Regions from separate parts of the Rattus norvegicus genome. Here region 2 is linked to region 1. The links are chromatin contacts, called in public Hi-C maps. All regions are on one chromosome and are shown on one strand. The core of a region is the stretch at or near the end of the contact, and the rest is flanking DNA. Distances in the headings are between cores, read along the strand shown. Region 1 holds the start of Tmem39b (transmembrane protein 39b). Region 2 holds the start of Khdrbs1 (KH RNA binding domain containing, signal transduction associated 1).

Evidence for each region. A called contact is a pair of places that touch in the nucleus more often than the background predicts.
Region 2: a contact with region 1 is called in a Hi-C map of the A7r5 cell line, with 1.8 times the contacts expected there. The contact joins the promoter of Khdrbs1 here to the promoter of Tmem39b in region 1. A contact is called at or near these places in 2 of 12 Hi-C or Micro-C datasets (the A7r5 cell line and mammary epithelial cells) and 1 of 1 datasets of contacts at active chromatin or transcription factors (oligodendrocytes).

What each region holds. Positions count from the first base shown.
Region 1 is chr5:147,329,012-147,334,921 of GRCr8, reverse strand. Tmem39b (transmembrane protein 39b) reads left to right here and starts at 4,027. Exons shown (of 9, transcript NM_001014192.1): 1 at 4,027-4,132. The coding sequence starts at 4,129.
Region 2 is chr5:147,369,982-147,375,856 of GRCr8, reverse strand. It overlaps Khdrbs1 (KH RNA binding domain containing, signal transduction associated 1), which reads left to right and starts at 2,409. Exons shown (of 9, transcript NM_130405.2): 1 at 2,409-2,868. The coding sequence starts at 2,487.

The DNA.
Region 1 (5,910 bases), core at 2,778-5,277:
ATAGCTCACTGAAATTCTTCCCCAGTTATTCCAGGTTGTGTGTCAGGTTGACAAAGCTAATCTCAGCTATGCTCAAGCCTACTAGACTCTTCTGGAACAGAGCCTACCTTGAACCTTTGTGCTTTCTACTTTCCCTTCAGACTACAGAACTATCAAAACAATATGAAGCCTTTGCTTATTTTGACTCAACATTCAGGCTGGGCATTGTGGCAGAAGCTTTTAATCCCAGCAGAGGCAGAGTAGATTTCCGAGTTTGGAGGCCAGCCAAGACTACAGACTAAACCCAATCTCAAAGTTTCCCAGTGACTTAGTGCTTTATTATCTGTAGAATATAAAAATGTGAAGAGTTTGACAAAGCATAGGTATGAGAGCTGATGTATGGAAGGGCAAATCAGACAAGGAATGAAAATTGTCCAAGAGATTAAATATGGACACCTTGGAAGGCTCTTGTATTAAGAATCAGATCTGGGGGAATAGAGAGATGGCTCAGTGGTGAAGAACACTGAGTGCTCTTCCAAGGTACTGAATTCAATTCCCAGCAACCACATGGTGGCTCACAATCATGTGTAATGAGACCTGGTGCCCTCTTCTGGTGTGTCTGAAGACAGCTACTGTATATTCATGGATTAATTCTTTTTTAGAAAGATCAGATCTGAAGTGTCTGGGAGAAATAAATCAGCTGGGGTGGCTCAGGTGACATTTCTTTAAAGCCTTTGCTTTCATCAGTCATCACAAGTAGATCTCAAGATTACTTTCTTGATCATTGTAGCCTATATACTATGAAAATATTTCACCTGCATTCAATCACTAATTTCTCTATCCCTTCAGCTCAAACTAGCCACTAGTCTGGAGTAGCAGGACTGTTAGAATATCTTGACTTGCCAATCATTTGCCCACTGGAACTGCAAGAAGATTCAACCACAAATGGACTGAGGAAGAGAAATTTCCCAAGGGAGAATTGGCTTTCTTTTGGAAGTAATGGATATAGAGCAAGTAGTCATAGAAGGGGGTTGGACCCATGGGTGCCCTTGCTGTCTTACACTGAGTTGTGCGTATGCCAAGTCGATTCAGTAAATACTTCTGGGACTTCACTATGTACGAGGTTTGCATATTCTACATTGCAGATTCATAGATTTCCCTACAAACTTAACAGGCAGTTACCTAATTCAAGAGATGTTTTCATCCCCATATGGTACAAGCACACTTAGCAAACAAAAGATCATGCTAGAGATTAATCTCAGGGGCTTATGACAGACACTGGACCATTGAACAAAATCCCTGAACTACTACTCTAATATCAGATCTGACCCCTCCTAGGAAGTTTTCATACTATGCTCTGCCTACCTCTAAATTTGGTATAGTTCAATACATCCTTCTGTTTCTTCATTAAGGTGTAGCAAATGCCAGGATATAGCAGTAACTAAAAATAGGGTTAGGTGTTAAACACACACACATTCCTAGGAATGACCCGGCTTTTGGTGTGTGTATGGTGCTCACAGATACCAGAAGAGAGCATTAGACCCGGAAACTGGCTGTATAGACAGTTGGCAGCTGCTATATATGGGTATTGGGAGTTTGGGTCCTCTAGATTCAGCTAAGTTGTGCTAAGTATTGAGCCATCTCTCTGGCCCCTCTCCTTAGTTAAGGAGTGGGTGTGTGTGTGTGTGAATATATGCACAGAAAGCTAGTGCCTTCTGAGACTAGAGACAGGATCTCCTGTATCCTAGTTAGGTTTTTATAGCTGTGATAAACACCAGGGCCAAAAGAAGCATGGTAAAGAGAAGGTTCCTTTCATTTTATAGTTCTGGTCCATCATGAAGAGAAGTCCGCAAAACCTAGAGTCAGTCAGGAACTAAAGCAGAGGCTATAGGAAGCAACAATTCGTTTGTTTCCCAATGGCTTCCTCAGCTTGTTTTCTTGTACATCCCGGGACCGCCTGCTGAGAGGTGGCATCACCCACAGTGGGCTGAGCCCTCTCACATCAATCATTAATCAAGAAAATGCCTACATGCTTGCCTACAGACCAATCAGATAGGTGGATGCAACTGTCTTTCCCACATGATAGGTGAGCCTGGATTGTATCAACACACTGGGATGCTGGAGCTACAGATCTGCAAACGCACTGCTACCCACTTCCATCCCCCTCCTTCAACACGTCAGGCCGAGTGCCCTTACTGTCCCGTCTAGAATCTTCACTCTCCCCAGATACTTCCTCTAAGTCATTTCAGTAAAGCCTGCCTGCCTTCCCCATCCTACTTAAAGGCGTCTGGACACCCTTCCCTGTTTTACTACTCATCCAACATTTTTTTTTAAATTATTTTATGTGATGAGTACACTTTAGCTGTCTTCAGACACATCAGGGTTGTGAGCCACCATGTGGTTGCTGGGAATTGAACTCAGGACCTCTGGAAGAACAGTCAGTGTTTTTTGTTTTTGTTTTTTGTTTTTTGTTTTTTCTTTTTTCTTTTTTTTCAGAGCTGGGGACCGAACCCAGGGCCTTGTGCTTGCTAGGCAAGTGCTCTACCACTGAGCTAAATCCCCAACCCCAGTGTTCTTAACCACTGAGCCGTCTCTTCAGCCCCAACATTCTCTTCTAATATTTTACAGAATTTACCAATTATTATGTCTGTCTGCCCTTATAATTTAGGCTCTGTAGAAATTTATTAGTATTTTGTAATTCATTTGATTAATGTGTGCCAAACATGATAATCAATGAAGTCACAAGAGGACTAAAATTGCTTATGAGGAGCTGGGTATCATGGTCGTGGTGCTTGCCTTGATCCTAGCACTTAGGAGGTAGAGGCAGATGGGTCTCAACTCGAGGTCAGCCTGGTCTACAAAGTGAGTTCCAGGACAGTCAGGGATACCCAGAGAAACCTTTGTCTAACCTTTGTCTAGTTGATATAAAGATTGCTTATGAGGCTGGGAACATAGCTGAGTGGTAGGACACTTGCCTAGCTTGCGTTTGGCCCTAATTTTAACCCCTCTCCTCCCCCCATAAATTACTTATCAGTCTTGTAAGGGAGGAAATTACACCAACAGTAACAGTAGCTATTTGCTCCCTCTCTTACGTGCTTGCCAAACACAATGATGGCTTACACTGATTAAAACAGGTACTACAAGGATTGTCTCATTTAATCTTCCATGCCTACAAGATAATTTGTGCTTGCATTAGGTTTTATTTCCATCCTTGCATAAATCTGTCATGGGAGTAATTCTGACACTCTGAAGCAGGGTCAGAAATTCAAGGCCATCCTCTAGTCCGTAGCAAATTCAAGGACAACCGGGACTACCAGAGGCCCTGACTCAAAAACCGAGCTCAAAGGGCTGCTGAGATGGCTCAGCAAGTAAAGGTTCTTGTATACGAGCCCGACATCCTACATGGAAGAAGAATCCGTACTCCTACAGGTTGCCCTCCCATGTCCAGTACTATGTGCATCCCTCCTCCTCCTTCCCCACACACCAAGTTCTACAATGTTAATAAAGAACCCTAATAGGTGATTATTAATACCCAAGAATATTTCAGAATTTGAAAATGGCAGGCGCAGGCACTAATCTAAGGTCGCAGCAGTAAAATGAACAGCGGAATAAAGATGAGAAATGCATAGAGCTTAGGTCATCAAGATTAGGTCAAAGATTGGATATAGAGTTTTGGAGGAAAAGGTTAGTGACTCCTAGATTTTGACTCGGGTGGGCCAAAGTACAATAAAACCAGAGAGCACTGAAAGCCCGGTTTGGGACGCGCTGAGTATGAGGTGACTGTGTTGCACAAGAACATGATTTCACTAGAGGCAGAAGGCCGCTCTGGTGTCCTCCTTCATCCAGAACAGGGTGAAGAAACACAAGAGGTGGGTTCGCCCCCCTTCAGAATCTCTTAAGCAGCAGCTGCAGGAAAGGCGTCGGGAAAGCCAAGACAAAGAGCGCTAGCACAGCTTTTGTCCAAACGGCCCCTTTAAGAAGCGCGCTCCCGACTCCTAGCCCGCCTAGCATGCAAATTGAGCAGCCGGAGGGAGCGTGCGGCTGATACCCGGTCGGGCTGCGGCGGTTAGTCCTCTCTCGGCCGCCGTCGCCTCCGACATATTGCCCGCAGGAGCTGCGGCGGCGAGCGGAGAGCGCCGGGGGAAGGAGATGGGTGAGCAGAGCTAGCTGGGCTCCTCCGGGGTCGCGGGATGGGGGAACCTGGCTGCTAACTGCCGCCCCACGCGGACCGGAGTCGCGGGGAGGGGGAGGGGAAGGGACGCGGCTCAGACGGGACCCCGCCTCTCCGGTCCTGAGGGGGCGGGTCGCTGCGTGGTAGGCGGAGTTTCCAAAAGGGAAAGGGCCCCGAGGGGCTCGGGCTTTCTTTGGGGCACACAATTCTCCTAGCTGGAAATGGGAGCCGGGCACCCTGGTGGAAGGGTTTGTGAGCTAAGGGTGCGGTTTTAGGCTTGTGGTCGCCGGTGGGGGAGCCAATCTTCTGGACTATAGGAGTTTGCACTGAAAGCGGTGGGACCGGAGGGATACCTAGCCCACCAAGGGAGTCCATTCTGATCCAAGCTTATATAGTCTTAGTGAGCTTTGCCTGACTTGTGGGCGGGGTCTTTGGGTTGACAGTTGTGTGTGGGCGGGGTTTCTGGGCTAGGGGCTTTAAGTGGGTGCAGAGCTTCTAAAAGATAGTGGGTGTGGGCAGAGTTCCTGGGCTGAGGGGGTGTGTGTTGGGTGGGGGATGTTTCCAAACCAAAGATAACAATGCGTGAACAAAGCTTCCGGTCTGGGGGCTTGAAGTCAGCTCTTTGAACATGCATATTTTGAAGAGCTGTCAGAAAACCTTCAGAGATAGGAAAGCTTGTGCACAATGTTTATGAATGGAGGCTACTGTTTTGCTGTGAGGAAGTTTAATAAGTTATAACTTCGATTCAGGGTTTGGGAGCTATGTGCAGGATGCTGCCTGCCTGGGATCGTAGACTAGACTACTAAACTTAAGGATATAGTTTTGTAAAATCTTAGATTTCGGATTCACAACCACGGGACTCTTTCCAAGGCCATCCTGACGTTGAGCTCAGGCCGTAGGTCATTGAGTTAGATCTCAGAGCCCTGGAGGAAAAACTCATCTCAAACCTGGCCAGATTGCAAGCTTCTGGAGACTCAAATCCAGATGAAGTCCAGCAAATACCAGAGCAGAGCAGCTCAGAACTCGGGGTCTGAAAATCTTACCTCACTGCTCCCGTGAACTGGAATAAGGGGAAAGCAGTGAAAATAACACTGGTAGCACATACCTGTCATCCATCCTAGCATTTGGGAGACTGAGGCAGGTGAATTGTGAGTTTGAGGCTACCCTGTGCTTACATAGAGAGTCGCTTAAAAAAGTGAATTTACTGACCTTCCATTTTAGAGGGTGAGCCAGCAAACGTGTTAGGGTATAAGGTAATTTCAGAGGTTCTGGAGAGATTGCTCAACTGTTGAGTGTTTTTATTTCTGTAGAGGGCCTAGCTTCAAAGCCTAGCAGCCACATTGTGACTCACACCCATCCCTAGCTCTAGCCCCAGGGACCTGAAGCCCTCTTCTGGCTTCTGCATGCATTGGGCATACATACGTGCACACATGCAAAACGTTCATGCACAAAATGAATTAAAAAAATTCTTTTATGAGTGTAAAATAGAGTTTATTCAGAGCATGGGGAGGGGAGCTAAGAGTGTAGTAGAGACAGAGGAAGGCAGAGAAAAGGAGTAGAGAAGTAGAAGGTGGCTATAAGCACATGGAGAGAGGCAGGGGAAGGAGTGAGAGGAGAGCTAGAGCAAAAGGGCAAGAGAGCCTTAAAGATTGTTTTTGTTTTTGTTTTTTTTTTTTAAGATTTATTCATTTATTATATATAAGTACACTGTAGCTATCTTCAGACACACCAGAAGAGGGCATCAGATCTCATTACAGATG
Region 2 (5,875 bases), core at 1,160-3,659, 43 kb before region 1:
AAAACAAAAACAAAAAACCAAAAAAAAAAAAAACCCCACCAACCTTTTAAGTCACTTGACATCTTAAAAACTATGTTAATAGATTTTTTTTAAAGATCTATTTATTTATTTATTATCTATGAGTACACTGTAGCTGTCTTCAGACACACCAGAAGAGGGCATCAGATCCCATTACAGATGGTTGTGAGCCACCATGTGGTTGCTGGGAATTGAACTCAGGTCCTCTGGAAGAGCAGTCGGTGCCCTTAACCACTGAGCCATCTCTCCAGCCCTGTTAATAGATATTTTTTAAAGTTTTGCTTAGATCTTAATTTTTTGTCTGTGCACATGTGTGTATTGTTCCATGGCACACACGCATAGATCAGGGGACAGCTTTTGAGAGTCAGTTTTCTCCTCCCAGCATGTGGTCTTGGAGATTGACTCAGATCATCAGGCCTGACAACAGTCTAAGCAGCTTAGCCATCTTGACGTCTCTGCCTCAGACTGTTCATGGGAGAGATTTGGGCTCCATCTGCATACATCACCCCAGGATGAAGGGAATACCCTGGAGACTGTGAGGTATTAGAGCAGTAGTGTCTGTCTCATGGTGATTTGTGTCCTGTTGTTCCAGCATTCTGAAGATTAAGACTGAATTGCTGTGAGTTGAAAGCTACCCTGGGGTTTCAGAGTGAGTCCTGGGACAGCCAGGACTCTACGGTGAAAATGTTAAGGGAAGAAAACGCGTTTGTCTTTTTGAGAGAGGGCAATAGGATCCGTAGTGAAAGACTAGCATTCATACCAGTAGTAGGAGCTCTGAGAACTAGACAGCCAACATGGTCTAAGACTGGGCCCGTACTCACTGTTTTACAGAATAAACGGAAGGTGGCAACAGAATGCTTCAGTCTAACCCGTGCTAGGACTGTGTGTATGCCAGCGACCTGAGAAGCTTCTTAGTTTGCTTTTGGGGGACAGGGTGTCCCTTCGATATCCTAGGTGGCCTGGAGCTGTGTATGTAGGCCAGACTTGTCTCAAACTTGAGGTAATTCTGTGGCTCTCCCTCCTCAGAACACTATGAAGGATAACCACCTCATTCCCTTAGTAGGGGTAGACGTGAAGGCCACTATGTGCATGTAGAGGTCAAAACTTGGGAGAATTGGTTCTCTCCTATTTTGGGCCAGGGGATAGAACTCAGGTTGATGATAGTTTTTCCCCCAATGAACTAAGTCAATTCAAGACGAATTAAAAAAATAAAAAAGGCATGTTTATTTGGGAATGGGCTCCCAGGCGAGACCACCAGCCTCAGAGTACCGGAATAAATCAGGGGCAGACTATGGCTGGTAAGTTTTCAATAAGAGTGTAGGCAATAAAAATGATGTGTCTACCACAGGCTGGGCTGGGGTCATCAAGGGAGAGGGAGAGATTTGGGTAGCTGGTGACTTCAGATGAGGTGGATTAGGACAGTCAAGAATTCGGGACTGGGTTTTTTGGCGCCTTTTTCTGTTCTGAGGCTTTCTAAGTGGGCGGGGTTGGAGGGAGAGAGAGAGAAAATTGGAATTTACTGGGGGTAGGGGAGCTGGGGACTCCAACCAAACAGGTGACAAACAGTATTGCCAGTTGTTCTGGCCCCAAATGTATCTTTTAATAATTCTCTCACCAAATTTGAACCTGCTCTAATAGAAATCTTGGTGTCTGACTTCCTGGATGCTCTACTTGGGAATGGAGGGAGCCCTTTTTTTCCGTTGTTTGCGTCTCTGACTGACCCCTTCTGAGTTTCAGTTCTGCAATACATAGCATTTAGTCTTCTATTTCCCATTCCTGGCTTCCCTTTCTCACACCCACCCGGGGTCAGCCTCTCCCAGCATCCCCATCTTCCCATCCCGTTCGCGCAGTCTTTCCCTCTCTTTCGGCCTCGCTTTGCTCTAATCCTCGCGTTCCCCTCTCTCCAGAAGCGTTCCTTTCATTTCCTTGCTGGAGAGGCGGCCCCCGAACCACACAGCAGCACCGTTCCCCCGGGACCTCCCCAGGCTCGGCCGTTGAAGGAGGCGTGGCCCACGAATAACAGGTCTCCTGCCGCACACTCCGCGGGCCCGAGCGCAGACAAAGACATTCCACGGCGCCCGCCCCCTCCGCGCACTCCGCCCGAGGGAGGGGGAGGGGAGACACGTGTACCGCTAGCGCCGGGTCACGTGGAAAAGGAAAAGAAACGAACGAAGGCGGCCGGCGTCTGCGCAGGCGCAATAAACTCGGAGCCTGAGTGGGGAGGCTACGTCTTCAGTCGGCGCAGGCGTCGTGGCCCAACTGGGGACTTTGTTCTCCGCGGAGAAACTCAAGGGCGGTGCCGGTAGGCGCCTGCGCACGCGCGCCGCCTCATTTCCGGTGCTCTCTCGCTGGGTCGCTCGGGTCGGCTTCGGTCGCTGTCGCTCCCGTTCTTCCACCCCCGCCAACCGCCGCTCGGGCCTCAGCGCCGTCGCGTCGCTTCCTCGCTCGCTCGCCACACATCATTCCTGATGCAGCGCCGGGACGACCCTGCCGCGCGCCTCACCCGGTCCTCGGGCCGCAGCTGCTCCAAGGACCCGTCAGGTGCCCACCCCTCGGTGCGTCTGACCCCGTCTCGGCCGTCGCCGCTTCCTCACCGGTCCCGGGGAGGCGGAGGTGGGCCCAGAGGAGGCGCTCGGGCCTCGCCCGCTACGCAGCCGCCGCCGCTGCTGCCTCCCTCTAATCCGGGTCCCGACGCGACTGTGGTGGGTTCCGCGCCGACCCCGCTACTGCCCCCGTCAGCCACAGCCGCGGCCAAGATGGAGCCGGAGAATAAGTACCTGCCTGAACTCATGGCTGAGAAGGACTCGCTCGACCCGTCCTTCACTCACGCCATGCAGCTGCTGTCCGTAGGTAAGCGGGTCTTGGCGTACTTTGGGGTCTCCCGGTACCGGCGGTGGGTGGCCGCCGCTTTGTTCTTGCTCCCGCCCCCTCGGAGCCCAGGCATCGAGAGTGCTCATCTCGACCTAGCCTTAGAGATTCTGCACCCTCAGTCCCACCCCGGATCAGGGTATAAGGGGAGGTTTCGGAACCGCGGTCGAGGCCCGAAGAGGACTCGCGATCTCCGAGCGCGGAGAGGTTGATGGATAGTACCGTGCTCCCGCCCCCTTCTCCTCCGGTAGTAGTTGCCCCGCGCGCCAAGGACCAGCTCTTACCAGAAATGAACCTACTTCTCCCAGCTTTCCCAAAGAGAAAACAATTTGGGGAGGCGGGGTCGCGGGTGGTGGAGAGTGCCTTGACCTGGGTTGTAAAGGTAAAAACTGCCGGAATGCCGGTCCCGCGCGGCGCCTCTACGGAGCGGTGCTGCGGGATTTAGCGGGAACTCGGGTTTAAGTTCATCAGAGGTCGGGGCGACCAGAGAATCCCGGAGCTTGAGGTTTTCTCAAGCAAAGTTTTCCGTTTCGGCCTGTCGAATAAGAATTGCTACAGACCCGGATGGTTTTCTCTCCTTTATTTTAAAATGTGTTTTTGAAGTTATGCAAATGGGGAAATGATGGAGGTAAGGGACGGCAGGTTCTTTTGCGGGAGATGAACGAGAAATTAGTCTTTTTGTTTTAGTTCTTGCTTGAGTAGAGATAGTTTAAGAATGGTAGCCTTTGTTCTCTGCTTGTAGACTAGTGAGCCCTCTTCTCTTGACTTGAGCGACTTAGACATTTTTCTTATTCAAACCGCCTATTGGACCCTCACTTGTAGTTAGACATGGTTTTTAGTAAGTATTTTTTTATGATATCTAAATTTTAGATATCACAGTCTGTCTCACTGATTGAATAGTTGGAGTTTTGTGGGGCAGATGGAACCTTGTTACCAGACAAAAACTGGAGAGGTTGAGCGGATTCAGAAACCCACTCTTGACCTGGTAACTGTCCTGGACCTTGGTAACACTTGACCAAGACACCCCATGGAGAGTCTAACCTCTCAGTCCAAGCCAATAGAAAGCGTCTGCTTTTAGACCCCAACCCACTCCAAAATATATATTCGACCCTATCCACGAGGAATAAAGTTATTTCATCAAAGACCGTCTGAGAGATTGACAGACTCTGGCCAGAATGGTACTGTGGACAGGTCATTGTGAAAATACCATTATCTAATGGAGAGGTGGATCAGCGGTTAATAGCACTTTCTGCTCTTCCACAGGGGTTCAGTTCCCAGCGCCCACATCAGGTGGCTCTCAGACACCTGTAACTTCAGCACTGGGGGACTGATGTTCTCTTTTGTCCTACAGAGGCACTCAAAATACAAATCCGAAAAGAAATAAAAGGAAAATACCATTTTCCTTCATCTGTTCTCTGTCTCCCAGCGTTGTTGAAGGGGCTTTACCGTTTGTACAATGCAAAAAGGTCGTGGATGGACAATGACTTTAAAGACCTGCTTTTCTTTCCAGTCAAATGGAAAAATAAGTGAGGACCTTTGAAGCACAGTAAACCAAACTTGTGGTCAGTAAATAGAAACATCAATTGTTTGCATTTCAGCTCAGGACCTTCATTCTGTAACACGCAGGTTCTTATGTTTTTGTTCTTTTGTTCTGACAACTTAGTTACTGTAAGGATTTTTAACCCCCCCCCCTTTTTTTTTTAAATGAGGCAGGTCTCAAGTAGCTGAGGCTGGGTATTTACATATATCTACATTTATATATAGCCCTTTGTGACCTGGAACTTGTGGTCCTTTTCCTCCAGGGTTTGGGAGGTGTGCCCCACCACATTCAGTTTGTGCAGTGCCTAGGATCAGGCTTAGTACTCTACTAACTTATCTACATTTTCAGGCCATTATCTTTTATATTTTTTTATACCGGCTTGCAAATAGCAAACACCTGTGTTTGATTGACTTTGATAAGTGCCTGCCGACTGAAGAATATCACTATGAAAGGTTGACTTGGTAGTCTTATTTTTATTTCCTCAAATCTTTATAACCTGTCAGGTTAATTGCTAAAGAGTTATATCAGGTCGAAGATGTTAACTTTGGAAACTGACTGTTAACTAGTTACTTGGTCCTGAGAAACTAACTCTGCAGTGTCATCTGTGCAGTGGTGAGTGTGAGATCTAGGTTGTGTGTAAAATCAGCCAGTTACCTCTGACCTGTACTCACCAAACAAAATGTCACCATCGTTTTCTTCTGCTTATAAATTCCTATATACACAGGGCATAGTTTGGCCTTTCTGACTTCAAGTGCAGGTGATCATTCTTTTTTCAACAGGGTTTTTTTTTTTTTAAATTTTTTTTTTTTTTTTTTTTTGGTTCTTTTTTTCGGAGCTGGGGACCGAACCCAGGGCCTTGCGCTTCCTAGGTAAGCGCTCTACCACTGAGCTAAATCCCCAGCCCCTTAAATATTGTTTTTAAATGTTTCTTTTAGCTCTGCAGTCACAGGTTTAACTTCAGTGTGGTTACTAAGAGAAAACACTTTAATTTTTAAAGTTGGGTCTTTTTTGCTTTTGCCTTATTTATATTTTTAAATTTTTCTTTATTAATTTCTATGTGCATGGGTATTTTGCCTGTATGTCTGACTGTGAGGTTTTCAGATCCCCTGGGTGTGGAGTTAATAGACCACTGTGAGCTACCATCTGGGTGCTGGGAATTGAACCCAGGTCCTTTGGAAGAACAGCCAGTGCTCTTAACTGCTGAGCCATCTTCCAGGCCCCAGTTTTTATTTTTGTTGTTTTTTATTGTTTTGGTTTTTTGTTTGTTTTTGAGCTAGGGTCTAACTATGTAGACTAGGCTGTCCTCAAACTTAGAGCTACCTGCCTCTGGATGGCTGAGAAGACAATCCTATTACCAGTACAGATGAGGAGATAAAAGGCAAACATGATAGTTGACTAAACAACAAAATTAGCAACATCAACAGGACTTACAGTCAATCTACATTTGGT